Linked DNA regions of Oncorhynchus kisutch: region 2 is linked to region 1. Evidence: chromatin contacts called from public Hi-C data. All regions are on one chromosome and are shown on one strand. Each heading gives the region's core, a stretch centred on a gene start, on an enhancer-like site or on the middle of the called end of the contact. The rest is flanking DNA. Distances are from core to core; before and after follow the strand shown.

Evidence for each region. Hi-C and Micro-C count contacts between places; a contact is called where the count stands out from the background.
Region 2: a contact with region 1 is called in a Hi-C map of liver, with 4 times the contacts expected there. The contact joins the promoter of selplg here to the promoter of ssh1a in region 1. A contact is called at or near these places in 2 of 2 Hi-C or Micro-C datasets (liver and muscle).

The regions. Positions count from the first base shown.
Region 1 is chrLG8:26,688,021-26,695,204 of Okis_V2, reverse strand. It overlaps ssh1a (slingshot protein phosphatase 1a), which reads right to left and starts at 4,667. Exons shown (of 15, transcript XM_020490111.2): 1 at 4,238-4,667. The coding sequence starts at 4,318.
Region 2 is chrLG8:26,839,574-26,847,257 of Okis_V2, reverse strand. It overlaps selplg (selectin P ligand), which reads right to left and starts at 2,640. Exons shown (of 2, transcript XM_020488779.2): 1 at 2,336-2,640; 2 at 801-1,759. The coding sequence starts at 1,749. The coding sequence ends at 1,006. coro1ca (coronin, actin binding protein, 1Ca) reads right to left here. Exons shown (of 12, transcript XM_020490109.2): 12 at 4,126-7,203. The coding sequence ends at 7,084.

The DNA.
Region 1 (7,184 bases), core at 3,418-5,917:
TTTATGCTTTGACCACAAATACGAGTATAGGACGAGTCAACAACATTATTTAGGTATAAGTTAACAGAATAGGGCGATCTTCAATGAGCCTTGGCATAGATTCTACAAGTGTCTGGATCTCTATTGGAGGGATGCCACAGCATTCTTCCAAAATAAATTCCATAATTTGGTGTTTTGTTGATGGTGGTGGAAAACACTGCCCCAGGCGCCGCTCCAGAATCTCCCATTATTGTTCAATTGGGTTAAGATCTGGTGACACCCACTGTTTGTGTGTCAATCTAATAAACATCATAAGAAATATGACAACTCATAAATGTTCATTGTTAACCTAGATACCTGACTTTATGAGAGAGGTGAACGCCACTAAATGGAGGGAATGGGGCCGTTCTTCATGATAAAGTTTCACAACAGTAATATCTTCAAAACAGTTATTGTACCAGGAGGGATATCATAGATTGGAAGTATCAGGATAGAACTACAGATGTAGGATCTTAATTTTATCACTTTTGTTCCTGCGAACTTTGTGCCCAGCAGGAAATGCAAACTTGTACTGTATTTGGGTTTTAAAAAGGCTTCAAGTTTGTCATTTTCACTTTGAAATTTCAGACTTGATTTTCCCTATAAAAAAAAATATGTTATCAACCTCTACAGAAATGTCTATTAATTATGAAATACACAATTCTCATTTCCTGTTGCTGCAGGATTTTTTGGGCTGGCTCTAATTAAGATCCTACATCTGTACATGGTGACAGGTAACTGAGGTGGGCCATTCTCCAGAAGTTTCACCTACTAAAACCTGAGGGATGTCAAACAAAGCACGACTAGCAATCTCCCTGCCAAGGTAAGGTAGGCTGTGCCAGAGTACAGCAACAATGAGAGCAAATACTTGTGACAAGTTGTATCCAATACTGCATTTCAGCTCCAAAAACACACTCCGCTTTCCATTTCTGAACTAACTAAATAGGGCGAGCATTACACTTGTGATGAGCAGAAAACAGCAAAGAAAACTCATTGTCTTTCATAAAAATGTGAAGTTTCACAAACACACAAAACGGTGAGTAAAGTAAAGGTTTATGTCCCCATCTAAACAAACAGTGCCAGTAAGGTAATATGGTTGGCCTCTACCCAGGGGAAGGGCACCGAGGGGCCAGGTGAAACACACCAGGGAGGGTAATCCAATAGTTCACCTGAACAGCCCTGCAACCGCTACAAGTGAAATTACAGCCATAATTCTGCCACAGCAAGACATAAAAGCAACAAGTTAGAGCCATGAATAGAAAGAGGATTTCACTTCGTAGGGAAGAGTCTAAAACCGAGGAATGAAACTCTCCGCGTGGGTAAAGAAGCAGAGCATTTAGGTTGTGATTGTACTTTTGTTTCCATGACTAATCAAAACTCGTTTCCTCATGGCCCTCTGCAGCAGACATATGGTGAGCAATATGTTGAAGCACATTTGTTCATTAAAATAACATCAAATTGATTAGAAATACAGTGCAGATATTGTAAATGTTGTAAATTACTATTGTAGCTGAAAACAGCTGATTTCTTTATGGAATATCTACATAGGCCCATTATCAGCAACCATCACTCCTGTGTTTCAATGGCACGTTGTGTTAGCTAATCGAAGTTTAGCATTTTAAATTGGCTAATTGATCATTATTACACCCTTTTTCAATTGTGTAAGCACAGCTTAAAACTGTTGTTCTGATTTAAAGAAGCAATAAATCTGGCCTGCTTTAGACTAGTTGAGTATCTGGAGCATCAGCATTTGCGGGTTCGATTACAGGCTCAAAAGGGCCAGAAACAAAGGCCTTTCTTCTGAAACTTGTCAGTCTATTCTTGTTCTGAGAAATGAAGGCTATTCCATGCAAGAAATTGCCAAGAAACTGAAGATCTCGTACAACGCTGTGTACTACTCCCTTCACAGAACAGCGCAAACTGGTAGTAACCAGAATAGAAAGAGTGGGAGGCCCAGTTGCACAACTGAGCAAGAGGACAAGTACATTTGTGTCTCGTTTAAGAAACAGACGCCTCGCAAGTCCTCAACTGGCAGCTTCATTAAATAGTACTCACAAGACACCAGTCTCAACCTCAACAGTGAAGAGGGGACTCCAGGAGGCTGGCCTTCTAGTCAGAGTTCCTCTGTCCAGTGTCTGTTCTTTTGCACATCTTAATCTTTTATTTTTATTGGCCAGTCTGAGATATGTTTTTTTCTTTGCAACTCTACCTAGAAGGCCAGCATCCCGGAGTCGCCTCTTCACGTTGAGACTGGTGTTTTTAGGGTACTATTTAAAGGACAAAAAAAGAAGTGGTTCTCTTTCAAAAACAAGGACATTTCTAAGTGACCCCAAACTTTTGAACGGTAGTGTATATAGAATCGCAATACATATTGCGATCGTGATAATATTGCATCATGTGGTCCCTGGCAATTTCCAGCGCTACATGTAGGGCTAATAGCTATATTTCACTTTTGCTATTCATGGCAAATTCATGTAGCCTACCTTCCACCGTCACAACAGCTACCATGTTGTTACCCCACCACCGTCCTCCCCTCAATGCTTTCCCTCCACTTCTCATTCCCTCCACCGTTCATGTGAGAATGACATCATAGCTGCAGCAGCCTCCTGAGGGGCTTGGCTGCTCCTCATCAGACAGGGCCCTGGGCAGAGCCCTGGGAGCAACGAGGCAGCCAGTCAGTCAATTCCAGCCTGCATGGAAAGTGAGTGACAGGGAAGGCCAGTCCTCTGTCATGCCAGCTCAACTATCGCCATCCTCATGACAAACGTGTTTCTTTTGACACATCTCTTTTTCAAATTGCAGGTGTAATGAGTCAGGCCCAATGACTCACTATTTTAAGGCAAAGAAGAAGTCTAATGAAAGAAAATAAAGATCAGCTAATGCTATGGTCCCAGTTCTTGATATAACGATGATTTTGTATCAAAGATGAGAACATCCACCCTCTACTCCTCAGTAAGGGCTAGTGCCTAGTGGAGACATACAACCTTCCTTCCTTCCTCCTGGAGGCTAGTGTCTTTGTTGAGTTTTACATGACTACAGTTTATATTAACAGTTAGCACCCCCAACTGGTCGAGGTGTACTATCAATTCAAAAACAGTACTTTGACTAACTATCATTTCTATATGAGTTACATCACATTCCATTGGGGTGATTTGTGTAGGCTTAACTGTTATATTTTGAAATATCAAAAAATGGTCATGTTATTGTTTAGAATTACCTTGCATTTTGAGATGGGATTAAAGCATTGGCTAAAGTTAATACGGACTCATGGTTCAGCTAACAAATAAAACACTTCAACACAAGGAGCAGTAACATGAGTCGCTTTGTCATCTTTGAAGTGTTCAAGATGGCTGTGTCTGTATTGTCAGATTACAAAGCCTCTACCACATGACATGGCTGTATGAAGTTATGCCACATTTCACCTCATTGACAGTTCCTTTAGAAGACATTATATAAATCAGTATATAGAACATTACATACTGTCCATAATAACACTGGTTTTGGCAAAAGTAGCTAACATTTAGCTAGCCAACATTTTGGTCTACCAGATTTTATGCCACCACTGCAGTACCGTTACACACACACACACACAAAATGTGTTAGCTGGCTAGCAAGCTAGTTTACTACATTCACCAGCAGGATAGAGAAGAAAACAGCACAGACCTTGTTTAAAAGCACTTCCATTTAACGAGCGAACTAGCTAGTTGTGGGTTTTAAAGCTCAAGCTTGTAACAACGTTGTGTGCAATACAATTATGTTTGATACATACTCAGTGATAAAATAACAAGGTACCTATGCATGATAAGAATGCAAACTAGGTACCTAATGCTATAGTAATTTGGAAATGGCAAGTGGTAGCTAGCTAATGTTGGTCATTAATATGTTAACGTTAAATCAATTGCTAATTAGTTAAAGAAAATAAGTACACGCTAGCTAACTAGGTAACCTGCGTGTATTGTGGGTTAGTTGGGTAGCTACCTAATAACTTTACTGGCTAGCAATAGCATTGCTACTGAGATGCAACTTTGCTTGCTCGCTTTTCCAAACAGCTAGCTACCTTGCTAGTGATGGAGTTGAGCCTAGTACTAAACTAGCTTATCCCGTCGCTACAAAACACTAGCTACAAGGCCTACCTATGTTACTCCCACGTATCCTCGGTGTTTTCTTACGCGCTTTCTTGACGTTTCTAGAACGTCTCTCCAGCTATTTCCAAACTTACCTCCCCCACGTTGGTGGTGGTAGTGCTGGCTGTGGATGCAGCGCTTGGGGTAGGGGAGCGCTGCAAAGTAACCAGAGCCATGACTGGGAGAATCTGCACAGGCCGGTGTAGCCTGTCCAGAGAATGGTTTTATTTCGGGTAAAGAACCTGAGGAAGTTGCTTCTTGATGTCAACGTCTATTGCGGTCGAAGCAGAGAATTTCATCGTCGTTATTAAATTTCCATCGTCCTAAAATCTGGCAGCCAGTGCCTCAGTTGTTGCTTTTGAATGTTCTCTAATAAAAATACATTCATGTAATATTAAGAACGTGCAGTGCAGACACACGTCGTTCCTCATGCTGCGGCTTTCACACTAGCTAGCCTCTGTAGCCTGTACAAAACAGTTTCAATCAGGCAGGAGGATGTAGGGATGCGAGCGTATACCATAATGCCAGCTCAGACAGCTAGAGCTGCGGTCTGTGTGTTGATGCTGAATTCAAACATTCAGTGGTCTGGTCCAATGGATGTTATCAAAATCTGTCTTACAGTTTAAACAGTGTATTTCACTTCGCCTGTCTGTTAAAAAAACAACGTAATTTCTCAAAAGTGACATGCTTTCCCATGTGTTTTACTGGGAGAATGCGTGTAAATTCGAAAGGAATTTTTGCCACGAATCCTCATCCAAAAATGTTGATTCGTGAGCGGATTCCATTATGCTCTACTCTGGGGCAGTGGGCTAAAGTCCGTCACGTCGCTGGTAATGGGGACATACATAAATGCCAATAAAATAGCATTTTGGTCAGTGTGTGTGTTAACTATTTAACTGTACGAGAAAGCTTAAAAGGCCTCAAATTGTAAATATCGGTATAGGTTTTTTTTGTATCGGCCAAACATTTAATATCAGTGCATCCCTAGTTTCAGATGTTCTAGGAAGATGGGCAGGGACTTTGCCCTCCTAGCTTCAGGGGGAAGCAGGTTCCAACATTGGGGTGCCAGGACAGAGAAGAGCTTGGACAGGGCTGAGAGGGAGCTGGGTGGGCCAAGAGACCCGAGGTGGCAGAATGGAGTACTCGGGTTGTGGTGCAGGGTTAAAGCATAGCCTGAAGTTAGGGAGGGGCAATTACTCTTGCTGTTCTATAGCTAAGCACCATGGTCTTGTAGTAGATGTGAGCTTTCAACTGGAAGCCAGTGGAGTATGCGGAGGAGCAGGGTGAAATGAGATTACTTGGGAAGGTTGAAAAGCAGGTGGGCTGCTGTGTTCTTGGTAAATCACACACATGGGGAGCCCAGCCAACAGCGAGTTGCAGTGGTCCAGACAGGAGAGGACAAGTGCCTGGATTAGGACCTGCGCCATTTCCTGTGTGAGGTAGGGTCGTACTCTATGGATGTTGTAGAGCATGAACCTGCAGGAGCGGGTCACTGCTTTGATGTTGGCAGAGAACGACAGGATGTTGTCCAGGGTCACGCCAAGGTTCCTTACACTCTGGGAGGGCGACACTGTGGAGATGTCAACCGTGATGGAGAGGTTTTTGAGCAGGCAAGCCTTCCCCGGGAGGAAGATCAGTTCCGTCTTCTCGAGGTTGAGCTTGAGGTGTTGGGCCGACATCCAAGTTGAGATATGTTTTTATTTAACCTTTGTTTAACTGGACAAGTCAGTTAAGAACAAATTCTTATTTACAGTGGGTTAACTGCCTTGTTCAAGGGCAGAACAACAGATTTATACCTTGTCAGCTCGGGGATTCAATCTAGCACCTTCTGGTTACTGGCCCAACGCTCTAACCACTTGGCTACCTGCCACCCCATCTGCCAGGTACGCAGAGATGCGTGTCACGACCTGGGTGTCAGAAAGGGGAAAGGAGAAAAGTAATTGAGTGTCATACGCATAGCAATGATAGGAGAGACCATGTGAGGATATCACAGAGCCAAGAGTGTGCATAGCCTGAGACACCCATCCCTGAGAGGGTGGACAGGAGGAGCTGAGGGTTCACAGTGTCGACGGCAGCAGATAGATCTAGGAGGATGAGAACAGAGGAGAGAGTCAGCTTTGGCAATGCGGAGAGCCTTCGTGACACAGAGAAGAGCAGTCTCAGTTGAGTGACCCATCTTGAAGCTTGACTGGTTAGGGTCAAGAAGATCGTTCTGAGAGCGATAACGAGAAACTGTATCAGAGACAGCACACTTAAGTGTTTTGGAAAGAAAATAAAGGGATACAGGTCTATAGTTTTTGGCATCAGACGAGTCGAGTGTTGATTTCTTGAGGGGAGCAACTCGGGCCATTTTGAAGTCAGAGGGGATGCAGCCAGTGGTCAGGAATGAGATGAGGGAAGTAAGGAATGGGAGAAGGTCTCCAGAGATGGTCTGAGAAGGGAGGAGTGGATGGGGTCGAGTGAGCAGGTTGTTGGGCGGCCAGACCTCACTAGTCGCAGGATGTTGTCTGGAGAGAGAGGGGAGAAAGAGGTCAAGGTGTAGGACAGTTCTGTGTGAGTGAGACCAGTGGACTCCATAGGCTGAGTGAATGAGTGGTGGATGTCAACCTTTTTTTCAAAGTGGTTGACAAAGTCGTCCGCGGAGGGAGGGGAGCGGTGGAGGGTGAAGGAGGGAGGAGAGAGTCGAAAAGAGTTTCCTATGGTTAGAGGCAGAAGCTTGACATTTAGAGTGGTAGAAAGCTGCTTTAGCAGCGGATACAGAGGAAGAAAAGGTAGAGAGGAGGGAGTGAAAGGATGATAGGTCCTCCAGAAGTTTAGCTTTCCTCCATTTACACTCAGCTGCCCGGGTCCCTGTTCTGTAAGCTCGCAACGAATCACTCTGCCATAGAGCAGAAGAGGAGGGCCGAGCCGGCCGGGAGGAAAGGGGACAGTGTGAGTCATAGGATGTGGAAAGGGAGGAGAGTAGGTTTGAAGAGGCAGAATCAGGAGGATTTAGCAGAAGGGAGAGATAATAGGATAGAAGAGAAAAGAGTCGTGAGAGAG
Region 2 (7,684 bases), core at 1,391-3,890, 150 kb before region 1:
GAAAGACGTCCATCCCTCCCATTTCCATCCCCTCCCCGTACCGCTTTACATAACTCCCCCCAAAATCCTCCTCTCCCAGAAGTGGGATCATGGTGGATGCTTTGGCCAGTCTAGAAAGGAGGGACAGTTAGGGGCTGCCGTACTGCATGTATCTTCCTTGTTTGCTCCTAAACCTTAAATATGATGGAGATATTTATGAGGGGAACATCTTTGTCCACTACATATTGATATTTACCTATTTGTTCACAATCACCGAGTTATTGGTTCATGCTGCAATTCTGAAAGTTGAGCGATTAGGTCAAACACAAAATTCAGCCGAAATGTGGTCAATGTTAGTGCAGGATTAAAGTACTGGAGTAGCACAACATTTGCAGTACTTTCTTCAATATCAAATACAAAGTACTCACTTCCCCCTTGCCATTACACACAGTTGAATCAGTATTCTCTAAAATGGACAAGACCACTTTTTGTACGTTGACAGTGGGATTTTATGTTCTCCACAGGGCGAGTCCCTATTTTCCCCCTGCTTCTCACAGAGATCTCTAATTATGTGCTCCAGATTACAGCCCATCTCCACACAGCCTACAAGACCAGCTCACAGAGAGGGCCCGTCTTTCATCATATCACACATGTACAAACCTAACAGAAAATGTACAGTCAGCTACAAACATGTGCCTCAGAACTTACATCCCTGCTGGCGCTGCAGGGCTTCAGTTTTGCCCATGGCTGTTTGGAGCACCTCTTGCCTCAGCATTGTTGTAATAAGATTCGATAGAGGTTGAAGAATTCAGTACGACAGAAACATTTAAAAAATGTTTTTATTCAGTATGTACAGGGAAGGTCAGGTATACACATGCTTCACAATAGTGATAGATGTGTATTTCTCATTAGAATAACAGTGAGATAAGCAAGGCACTTCTTTTTCTGTATAAGTACAAAACATTTGCTATGTAGCTGACAAAGCGAAAGTGTGTTATTGTGAATTGCGAGTTTGACTGTGAAGTGTTACAAGCATCCGTCAACATCTGGGATGAAGCTGTTGAGAGTGAGATTGTCCCCCTCGCTGTCCTCTGTGCTGGGCATTAGGGTGATGTTGCTTGTGGGGCATCTGTATCTCCCCTGGCCTCCATAAGTGGTTCTGGTGGGGACCACTGCTGAGATGCACACCATCTCTGTGCCCTGTCCCTGCAGCTGCTGGGCCCTGTGTCTGTATCTGCTGCCCCTCAGCTTGGTCAAGAGGATGACGGTGCTGACAATGAACATTATTATCACAGCAGCCAGCACAGCGATGATGATCAGGCACTGACCTACCAGCCCTCTCCCCTTAGGGGTCATGGTCGGGCATGTCACTCTGTTCGAGACACTGACGCTTCCTGGAATGGAGGATTTTGCTGTCCCTTCTGTGAAGGAGTTGATGGCACTGGTAGGGTTGGGTGGATGCAGGGCGGATGGGACAGGTGTTTGTTTAACTCTCACAGTGGTGTGGGAGAGCTCAGGCTCATGGTCTGTCTCTGAGGTTTCAGTTCTCATTGTTTGCTGGGTAACGGAGACTTCTGTTGCGTTTTTGGTCAGGTCTTTGGTGAGGGCTACAGGGGGCGTTGTTTGAGGTGGTAGCTCATACAGGTTCGACTCCTGGGGTCCATGGGTTGCTACCTCCCCGTGGCTAAGTAGACATCTTGAGACCGCCTTGCTTGACAGAACCAGAAGGAACACAAGAGCTGGAAATCTCCCAGGCTTTGGGGTAAACATGGTGGCAAATCTGCGAAGGGAAATGATATCAGCAAAAATGTAAAGACTATGTTCAAGGAAACAAATGGTACAACTCAGACATTCATCACAAAACTATGAGGCATAGCTATGCCCAATTCAAGCCTTCCTGTTTTACACTACCTTAGCATGCGCTAAGGAAGAACCAATGTGATAAGTGCTATGAGACAAAGTGTGAAAAGTAACTTGACCTTCTGTAATCTAGTGTGATACATTACAGAACACTGCACCGAAATGCCAGCACTGTCATGCACAAATACCCAATACTTGTAATAATACGGTATACATTTGCTTAATATTTAAGATGGTGTTGCTCATCAACATCACTTTGAGCCTGTGTAAATGGCTCAAATTCCTTTACAAAAAATGTGACAGTGACTGACAGATAATGATCTGCAATACATCTAAATCCACCCCATCAGTGATGTTGCAACGCTTCCTCAGCATTTCAGAAAAAAAACAAATCAATCTAATTACAGGTTCTTTTAGAAAGTGGAGACTTTGCAGAAACTGTATACTAGCTCATGCAGCCCAACACGACTGATCACCCCACTGCTATGACACTTACCCAAATGCTGGAGGAGAAGTCTTGTTTTGTGGTATATTGGCCCCTCAACCAGCAGATTGTTCACCGTCAAACAAGAAGCGAGACATTGGCTGATCTGTGAGGAATACAGGAAGCATGCTGCCTTTCACAGAAGTGAAGCTGCTTAAAAAAATACAACACTGACAAGTGTTACACTTACAAATGAGGAATGGGGTATGGTGGCATACATGGGTTTCAGATACAAGGAAAGCTAGAATCTCTTGATAAAGAATAGCAAGTATGTGAGAAGTATATGAGCGTACACTTAACTTGACATGCAGTGCATTAGTAAAGTATTCAGACACCTTCCCATTTATTACGTTACAACCTTATTCTAAAATGAATTTATTGTAAAAGTCTAAATTGTTTCTAAACACAATACCCCATAATGGACAAAGCGAAAACAGGTTTAGAAATGTGTGCAAATGTAAAGAAAAAAGGTACAAATGAAATACCTTACATAAGTATTCAGACCCTTTGCGATGACAAAATTAAAGGTCAGGTGCATTCTATTTCCATTGATCATCCTTGAGTTGTTTCAACAACTTGAATGGAGTACACTTGTGGTAAAGTCAATTGATTGGACCCGATTTGGAAAGGCACACACACCTGTCTGTATAATTTCCCACAGTTGACAGTATATGTCAGAGCAAAAACCAAACCATGAGGTAGAAATAATTCCTCGTAAAGCTCCGAGACAGGATTGTGTCGAGGCACAGATCTGGGGAAAGTGTACCAAAAATGTCTGCAGCATTGAAGGTCCAAGAACACAGTGGCCTCCATAATTCTTAAATGGGAGATGTTTGGAACCACCAAGACTCTTCCTAGAGCTTGCCACCCGGCCAACTGATCTGGCCGCCCTGCCACTCCTCAGTAAAAGGCAAGACCGCCCGCTTGGAGTTTGCCGAAAGGCACCTAAAGGACTCTGACCATGAGAAAGATGATTCTCTGGTCTGATGAAACCAAGATTGAACTCTGGGGCCTGAATGCCAAGCATCACATCTGGAGGAAACCTGCACCATCCCTAAGGTGAAGCATGGTGGTGGCAGCATCATGCTATGGGGATGTTTTTCAGCAGCAGGGACTGGGAGACTAGTCAGGATCGAGGGAAAGATGAACGGAGCAAAGTAGAGAGATCCTTGATGAAAACCTGCTCTAGAGCGCTCAGGACCTCAGACTGGGGCGAAGGTTCACCTTCCAAAACATGACAACAACCCTAAGCACACAGCCAAGACAACACAGATGTGGCTTCAGGACAAGTCTCAATGTCCTTGAGTAGCTCAGCCAGAGCCCAGACTTAAACCCGATCGAACATCTGGAGAGATTTGAAAATAGCTGTGCAGCATTGCCCATCCAACCACAGAACTTGAGGATTTGCAGAGAATGAGAGAAACTCCAAATACAGGTTTACTAAGCTTGGCCTCATATCAAAGACTCGAGGCTGTAATCGCCGCCATAGGTGCTTCAAAGTAAAAGGTTTGAATACTTATGTAAATATGATAGTTTAGCAAATGTATTTAAAAAATAATAATTCTACAAACCTGTTTGGTGCTTTTTCATAGGGTATTGTGTGTAGATTGAGGGGTTAAAACGACTCAATCCACTTTAGATTAAGGCTGTAACGTAACCAAATGTGGAAAAACTTGAGGGATGTGAATACTTTCCAAATGAACTGCATCTCAGATATTGCTTGTTTGAAGATGGTCAGCTCATGTTTGCTCAGTCCTCTGCATCACTCATTAACTTGACAACAGAATACACATATTTTTCTTTTTCTTTATTCATTTTTCTGATAATCGATAAGTCTGATACTTGAAGCAGAAAAAAAATGAACAAAAATGCTCGACAGACCTCCACAAGAGGCTGAATCCTTGTTTGTTTTTCTTCTGTTATTAATTTCTCTTTTTGTATTTATAATACCTGTGATAGAATGGAGATTCTGTTCAGTCATGACGCATTAGGACAAGGAATGCAGACAAGAGGTAACGTTCAAAACCCACCAGAACCCAACTCCCAAACACACTGCAGCCCAAAACAATGAAAACAAATATTTACAAAGCTTTAAATCATTTTCTAGGCCTTTATTTCAAACATCACATACATCTCTCTACAGCATATTTCTCCAACCTACAGTGTCCCTTTGAATAGCTATTCACCAATATTCCAAACATCACAGGTCTCGCTGCCTTGAGTAGACCAAGGAGGCTGAGGAGAAGGACTTACAGGGCAGTACAGGACAAAGTCCAAGACATCCTCCCCTGACAGATTCATATCTCTACAGCACAGTAGAACACATTGAAGTAATTCTCAACCCCAATAAAATATTACAGAATACCAGACGATGCATATTTAGAGTAAAATTGCATCCTCGGATGTAATCTTAGATTCTGTGAGGCCAGGATGGAGTGATTGATATAAGCATACATTTCTCAGTGCTTTCTATGCCAAAACCCACTGTCAAAGTTCCTCTCAGGGTGCCTATCCACTCTCTCCTGCTAAATAACTCACCATTCTCAAACCGTAGTCATCATTAAGCACTTCCTGTGCACAACTCTGGCATTTCTGATCTTCAGTGGCAACAAACTTTAAAGGCTAACAAACTCAACCGTAAACCTAACCTACCCTCCCGCTGAAAAAAAAAGGCATAACAAAAATAGCATGACAACAGAACTATTATTGCAGTTGGCAACACCATCAAATATTCGGACAATCCAAACGACTCCTTGTTCCTCTGATTCTCTAGTGATGTGACCATGTATTTAAGGGGAAACTATTTCAAATCCTGATAAGGAAGTACATAGTGGGATATCTGCAACGGGAGAGCCGGAGAAGGAAGCACAGGATAAAACGCACAGTATATTAACATCACCATACCACCCAATTCTGTTATCATAGGCCAAAACCTTGGTCACACCCTATGGTGAATCCATATAATCATCTAAAAATCCCCTCGCATTATCTGGAGAAAAAAAACTCCAACCAGGACAAAGACATACGAGACAAATTCACACATCCTGAAAGCCTTCCTTCTCCATGTTACTTCTTGTCAACCAACAGTCAAAATGGTTTCAGACACACCCCTGTTACTCACCCTCTGGTTGGCTGTATGGATATGGGCCAATGAAGTGGTGAATAGTGAGCATCCTGACACACACACACCCTGAACACAAGGGCACGGTTCAACATTGGGGTTTATGACAGCACAAACACCTCAAATCAAAGGCGGAACAAGGCTGATACACTGCTAAAAGTGTGGAAATGTTTACCAGCTACATAGAACACAATTCCATTGGTCCTTCTCTGGGCAGCACACAGGACAATGCCACAAGAACCCGTACAAGCCACCCAGGTGGCTCCATGTCATGAGTCAGCAGAACTGTAACTTACAGTGCAGAGCTTATTACAGTACACACATACCATCTGTGTCACAGGGCCAGAGGGGGACAATGACAAACAAACAAGGAACATAGTAGCAAACTATGGCACATTTGTTTCATAAGACTGGAACGCCAACAATGCTGATGGTAGCCAAGGTCACCTAAATGACAGGAACGCTAACAATGCTGATGGCAGAGGTCAACTAAATGATTGAAAATGATTTTTTGATTGGGCATGTGCATTGTAAACAACTCCAAAAAAGAAAAACAGTTCAAGTGAACATCTAAGGCTACGAGAAGTACAAGGTGCAGGGTGACATCTCACCTGTTGTTTTCATCTACAAAGCTAAGGGGAGTCCACTCATACCCTTTCTGTTCCACAAAATTGATGGAGATGATCAAAACATTGTTCAAGTTGCAAACATAAGTTATACCAGGTATCAAATGATATGTAAGGACTGCATGTTTGCGGCTTGCTTAGTAAAACAAGCTAGAGTAAGAGAGATCAAAGATGGAGAATAAACAGTGGAAATTAAAATCTCTTGAGTAGAATATATATGAATGTATTAACTCTGGTCAGAATCAGGAGATGTTAACAAGTGTACAGACAATGGTCCTGTTAAGATGGGAGGAGAGGGAAGAATTTAGAGGTTCAGAAAAGTCAGGCGGGAGAGCGAGAACACTTACAGCAAGAATCACACCACCACCTCAGAGCTTTTCAGCAAAGACAACAGAAGTACTATGATAAATCAGGCTTGAGTGTTTGATATTTCCCCATAATGAGTTGGTTCTCCTCCATTGTCTTTTACAGTAATTGTTTGATTATTGAAATCTGCCATCCCCCTCCTCGCATTTCCAGCCTATTGCATTGTCCCTTATAGTTTGTATTTTGAGTCTTCCTGGAAAACAAAGAAAAACATTTTTTTAAAGAAAAATACTGTCAAGGAGGTGTAAACATAACTCCTTTAAAATTTGGCAACATAAGTAGTTGGGGTAGACAATATACTGATACCTACATATAAAACATTTGGGTTTACCCAAATAGAAATGGTTCACATTGGAATTTTCTTGGTCACAATCTTAAAAGCAAAAGGAATATGCTAGACTTTTTCATACAACATACAAGATTAAACCGCCACTTATTAAAAGGAATGGAATAGTTTGCCATATTTCTCTCTTATTCCATCATGTTAACTGAGGGTTAGGGGCTGGCTAAGAAAAGTTCATATCGGAATGTTGCTTGGGATCATTGCTAGGCAGGTTTCAGGCAGAACGCTGTCATTGAGATTGGCAGTGACGGGTCCCGCCCACCTCCTAGCCAATGGATCGTCCTGAATTTGGGGGGGAGGGTCCTTAAATGGCGATCTTGGACATCTGCTCCTCGAGTTGGATGATTCGCTTCTCCTGACTGCTGACCAGGTCCTTGAGGGATTTGATTTCTTTCAAGACCTCATCCAGCTTGGCTTCGTTTTTCTGAGGAATACAGAGACAGGAGCAAGACATGAGGCCCTTTCTGAAGATGTTGGTACCAGTCCTAGTATAGTTAAAGCTTTTGCACCAAGACAAAATGACTGTAAATTCAGGGTCTACAGCAGGGTTCCATAACTGGCAGCCTGTAGGTGATTTTATTTTGGCCCCCAAACGATCAATTATAGATATTTTTTATTATAATAATACATTATTTTTATTGTTGGGCATTAAAAAAACTGTAAAAACACCAGCAAATCAGTTCCAAATTATTATTTTAGAGTTCTGTTCCAAATGTTTTCTTCAAATATTATATCGGTTTTGGGCTTCTTGCGGTCATTTTGCAGTCTACAAAATATTTGTAATTATGTACCAGCCCCTTGATCGCCCGCTCAAGAAAAAAAAAAATTGGCCACTGTGTGTTTGTATATTTTTAATACGGAGGTCCATTCTATCCCTGCAGGCATTCTGCAGGGTTAACATGGAG